Linked DNA regions of Arachis hypogaea: region 1 is linked to region 2. Evidence: chromatin contacts called from public Hi-C data. All regions are on one chromosome and are shown on one strand. The core of a region is the stretch at or near the end of the contact, and the rest is flanking DNA. Distances in the headings are between cores, read along the strand shown. Region 1 holds the start of LOC112765807 (U-box domain-containing protein 4). Region 2 has its middle 8.6 kb from the start of LOC140180918.

Region 1 (2,700 bases), core at 198-2,697, 34 kb after region 2:
TGTAGTAAAATAAATATTGTTTGGATTACACTATTCAAAATCACTTCTAGATGAAAAATTACTAAAATAGATATCAACTTAAATAATTTTTTTATATTATCCAGTTATTTTAATTTAGATATTTGAATATTCTTATTAATTAATTTTATAATAAAATTAATATTTATTTATTAAAATAAAAATAACATATAAAAATTAGCAAAATATATTTTATATTAAAAATAAAAAATATAAATTATATATATAAGAGTATTTAATCAAATATGTTACATTTTTTTAAATTTTAAATATTAACGTAAAAATGTTAATTTAGTATTTTTTTTTTACATCGTATTTTTTTAATATTTTCAATAATCTTATTCTTAATATTATTTTGGAATCCAACGTGATTTTATTAATACCTATGATTAATTTTTTATTTAATTTGTCTTTTTTTAATATATCATAATTTATATTATAAAAAATTACAATAAAAAATTGTATATACTAGAATTATAATTATAAAAAAATACTAAAAATAATAAAATTAAATATTTATCTTAGTAGAAATGAAACAAATCTAAAAGTTCTTATAATATATTTTATATAGTATATTTTTAGTTCTTTTAGTACTCTTTTTTAGTACCTATAGTTTTTTACTATTATTATTATTTATGGTTAATTTTTTGTTTAATTTACTTTACCTAATAGGATCAATAAATTATATTATGAAAAGATAATAATAAATATAATTACAAAAGTTATAATTATAAGAGTGTATAATGTCAAATAAAAATTTAACAAAAAAATAAAAATAATAAATAATAGAAAAAGAGAGCTCATATAGAGAGAAATAATAAGAATTCCATAAATAATACAATAACATGTCTAAAGATTAAAATTGGTAAAAAAAAAATATATGTTTAGTATAAATGGCTAAAAGCTCGTTAGTAAAACGCAGAAGTTAGAAATTGTTGCTTCTGGTAAACGTGGTTTTGACTACAAAATCACTTCTACGTTTGCCAAATCAAAAGTTAGTCAAACAAAAAATTAAAATTTTTTCTCTTCAAACGAATTTGCCAAACGGATTTGCTTAAACGTGTTTTTTCTCTTTTTGAGAGTTTACAAATTAGATGGTCAGATTTATATAAGTTTACAAATTAAAAGGTCGGTTTTGTATTTTTAAAATTTTAAAATATTAAAATTACAAATTGAAAAAGTAATTTTGTGTTTTAAAAATTTTAAAAAGTTAAACTTTTTAAATTGAAGAGTCAAATTTGTGATCTTCATATGAAAAAATATATCAAATTTCACGTATTATTGGAAAATACTACTATAAATCCAATATCAAAATTAAAAAATACCTAAATTTTTATTAACGTAATTAGGTAAAACATCTCAATTTATAAATTTATATTTTTATCATATTTTTAATTAATAAAATAATTCAGATACAATTTTTTGAGTTAGTTTTGTCTTTGAACGGAGTTGCTATTTCTTCTAAGAAAAAAAAAATCAAATTGGGTTCGAATCAGTTGCGACAAAATTTCGTACACAAGTAACGCGGAGAAGTAATATCTATGCGCTACTTGTTCAAAGCTTACTAAAATGATAGTCAAACCCAATAGTCAATAGTCACAGACACAAATGTCAGAAAATAAAAGAAAATCAAAGTTTTAGAAAAGTTCAACGCTATATAAGAACAATTTCATATTGATATTTCGCGTACATAGAAATGTAGAAGCCATTTTAGAAGTCAACGTCAAAGGATTGAAAGGTCCCAACATAACTCTCCGATTCTCATCATCTTCTTCTTCTTGTTCCCTACCGCGTCCCTTTCATTTCCAGCTGAAACAAAAGCCTCTTCCGCCGGTGTCTGCGGTGTTTTCAACGCTTCTTTCTTTGCTTCATCAAATATTTCCGGTAATCCGCATGTTATTTCTGTTATACTTCCCAATGTTGTTTAAATCATTTGGAAGTTGTTTGAAGTTTTTCTAATTTTGCTACTTTATTCAGTTGTATGTATTGGTGTTGTTTGATTGGTTGTGTGTCCCTTTGATGATCTTGCTTGGTGTATTGTCGTGTTTTCCGTTTCTTGATTCTCAATGAAAATGAAAGCTTGACAATTTTCCTTTTTCAATTAGCTGTTAAGGTCTAGTTTGATATGATAAACATAGTTGAATCTGTTTTTACTCTTTGTTGAGTTGTGTTGAGTTGAGTTCAGCTTAATTTATGTTATGCTTGGTTGCCAATGATTACGTAGCTGGTTTCAAGTCTGGATAATCAAGGAGGAGAAAGTAGCAATAGCACATGTTGAAGAAAAATATGTTGTGATGGTTTTATGTATTTTCTTGGAGTAGAAACAAAATGATAAATTTCCCTCCAGAAAATGTTAATTTTTTTTGTTACACATATTTCAAAACTGATGCTGAGTGTTTTATTTTTTGTTTCTTAATACAGGTACTATGGACATATCTTTGTTAAATGTGCTCTCCAATGGCATATCCTCATTTTTGCATCCATCATTTTCTGGAAACATGAACTCAAAACCTGTATCAATGTATTGCCAAAGTGCAGAGCAGACACTTAAGTTGTTGAAGCCAATTATCGACACAACTGTTCATTCTGATATATCTGCTGATGAAGAGCTTAGAAAGTTATTTGAGGAACTTGGTCAGTCTGTTGATGAGTTGAGGGAGCTTTTCGAGAATTGGCATCCGC
Region 2 (2,730 bases), core at 60-2,559:
AGCCAAGAAAAGGCTGAAGTGTTTAACCGCGGCAGCTGTTGTTGTATTCTAAAATCAAGAGGCACTATACCCAAAAGTTTACAATTGCAATGTTAGATACCCCAAAAAATGAATGCACATCTGCATTGCTTATTTGCTTTTACTTTTTTACCACTAATAGGAAAAAAAAAATTAAAACAGCATGCTAGAAAACCATATTAGAAAATCCATCACATGCCAAAACCGATGAAGATACTTACTCTTTAGCAGCAAAAATCAAAGGTATCATAAGAAGACAACAAAACTGCAATTATAAATAGTCATCAAAGAATATTCAGCTATCTAAGAATTCCCTGTCATGCTATTCTGACGAGCACCTTATTCTTTTTGCCAGCAGATAAAAGGAGAACTTTCCCATCCACTATATCTGCTTCCTCGATCCTCTAATTTTCACTATCCACTCTGTTATTTTTCAAGTAAAGACCCCCTTGCTTCAACAAACGGTGCGCGGCAGATTTGCTCTCAAACAAACCAGAAGAGACCGAAAGATCTACCAATGACAAGTTCAAAACACTGTCATAAGCCAAAGAACAAAATGGTACACCCTCAGCTATTCCCTCGATAGTTTTCCAGTCCAACTTTGTCTCAGATCCCGACCGCAATGCTTCTGTAGCCTTAAGTGCCTCAGTCAAACCCTCCTTTCCGTGAACAAACCTTGTAACTTCCTCAGCAAGTTTGCGCTGAGCAGTATTAGGCACATAACCCGGTTTCTTCATCTCCCCTTCCAATGCAGCTATCTCCTCAATATCCAAAAACATGAGAATCTTCAAAAACCTAATAACATCTGCATCTGGAACCGTGAAACAAAAGAGGGAATGTAAGTCCGTAAGCGCCCTCCACCTGCAAGATCTTCCGAATCAACTCAGTCCCGACAGTTATATTCCCCCACTGATCACTCCCCCCAATCTGAACATTCACACCCTCATTCTGAAACAAGTACAAGAAATCATATCCCTGCAACAACTGGTAGGTGAGTTCAGTATAACTCATTCCTTGTTCAGATTCCAATCTCTTCCTAACACTCTCCTTAGCTATCATAGACCCAACCCTGGCATACTTACCAACATTCTTCAAAAATTCTAACAAACTAAACTCTTTCCACCAGTCATAGTTATTCAAAATCACAACATTAGAACCTTCCAAGTTCGAATTCAGAGAGTGACCTAGAATTTTTTTTATAGTTTGGGATATACCGACCTTGTTCCTCTCGAGTGTGGCGACGTCGAGCTCCGGCCGCTCCAGTGACTTGCCAGAGGGGTCGCCAACGCGGGCGGTGGCGCCGCCGATGAGGGCAACGGGTTGGTGGCCGCAGCGGCGGAACCAAGAGAAGACGATGATGCTGGGGAGGTTGCCGAGGTGGAGGCTCTCTGCAGTGGGGTCGAAGCCGCAGTAGACCTTCAAAGGTGGGGAATTAGCAGCGTCGGCGGAGGATGACGGCGATGGTGCTGCGGCGGATCTCAGGGCGGAGTCGTTGGTGGTGGAGTCGAGGAGGCCGCGCTCTTCGAGGACTTCGATGACGTTGCGGCGAAGTAGAGTTTGAGGTTGGTGTTGGAGAGTGCATTTGGTTCTGGTGAAATGGAGAGTGAGGGAAGGGTAAGAAGAAAAAGAGAAAGAGGGTTTGAATGGGAAAAAGGGAGAGTTTGGTGGTTGAGTGAGATAAGAAGAGGATGGTTCTTGTTGAAGCAGCGATGTAAGCCATTGCTGCTTCTCTCTGCCTTGCTTTCTCTCTCTACCTTCCCTTTGGGATGTTTTTGTAAATAATATTAATGGGATAATTTACATAATTACGCTTTCCACCTCTAAATTGTACATTATATGTAAATGAATCCCTTGTACTACATAAAATTATATATAGAAAAATCTAAATCAGTCCCTGATAATTATCTCAAAAGACAACGAAGTATTCGACAAAAAAAATATCTAACCCGATTTTTGAGCTTTATTTTTATAGAACTGATTAGTCTCTGTACCAAAAAAAAATGAATGTTGTTTTTTTTTCTACATAGGAACTAATCAATCAAAAAAAATATCAAAAATTGGGTTGAATGTTTTTTTTTAATCTCGTTGTCCTTTCAAGATAATTGCGAGAGGTCGGTTCACTCAATTATATATATTATTTGGTCCTTAAAACTTTAGATATGACATATGAGCCAATTTGTTGATTGGTTCCATAAAATTGATAATAAATTAATGAAAAAAATTAGTGTCAAGGATCATAAAAGACTAATTAATAAATCTGTAACTAAGTATTCTTAAAAAAGTATTCATAATTCAGCATTTAAAAGAGAAAAAAATTAAAAATAAGTAACTTTTTAGAAAAATAGATATTTAAAATTAATTAAATAATATTATTTAAATAAAAAATTGATTAAAGACAAAAAATTTAAAAGACAAGTAACATTTCTCTTAACAAAAGGACTAGTTATATCAAAATTATTAAAAAGAATTAAATAGATATTATATTTAAAAATTAATAAATAAGATATAAAATGATAAAATTATCATATTCTCTTTTTTTTTATTTTTAGTATATCTTCTTTATTTTTGTTTATTTCATTTTTTTGTGTACAGATGCCTTTGTTATTATTGGAGCTCTTCCAATGAGTTCTTCTCCGTCTCTAAGTTCCTCATGAATCCACTTTTTTAGGTGCACCATACAACTTTTGCTAAAATTACTAACTTTTTTTTATG

Evidence for each region. Hi-C and Micro-C count contacts between places; a contact is called where the count stands out from the background.
Region 1: a Hi-C map of an unstated tissue shows a contact between it and region 2, with 3 times the contacts expected there. The contact joins the promoter of LOC112765807 here to the enhancer-like site in region 2. A contact is called at or near these places in 3 of 8 Hi-C or Micro-C datasets (leaf and an unstated tissue).

Annotation. Positions count from the first base shown.
Region 1 is chr17:21,677,579-21,680,278 of arahy.Tifrunner.gnm2.J5K5, forward strand. It overlaps LOC112765807 (U-box domain-containing protein 4), which reads left to right and starts at 1,448. Exons shown (of 4, transcript XM_025811658.3): 1 at 1,448-1,902; 2 at 2,440-2,700. The coding sequence starts at 2,445.
Region 2 is chr17:21,643,267-21,645,996 of arahy.Tifrunner.gnm2.J5K5, forward strand. It overlaps the pseudogene LOC112762981. Among protein-coding and RNA genes, the nearest start is that of LOC140180918, 8.6 kb to the left of the region's middle. Within about 2 kb of position 1,310, at least 2 of the 3 cell types and tissues checked have open chromatin away from gene starts, as enhancers often do.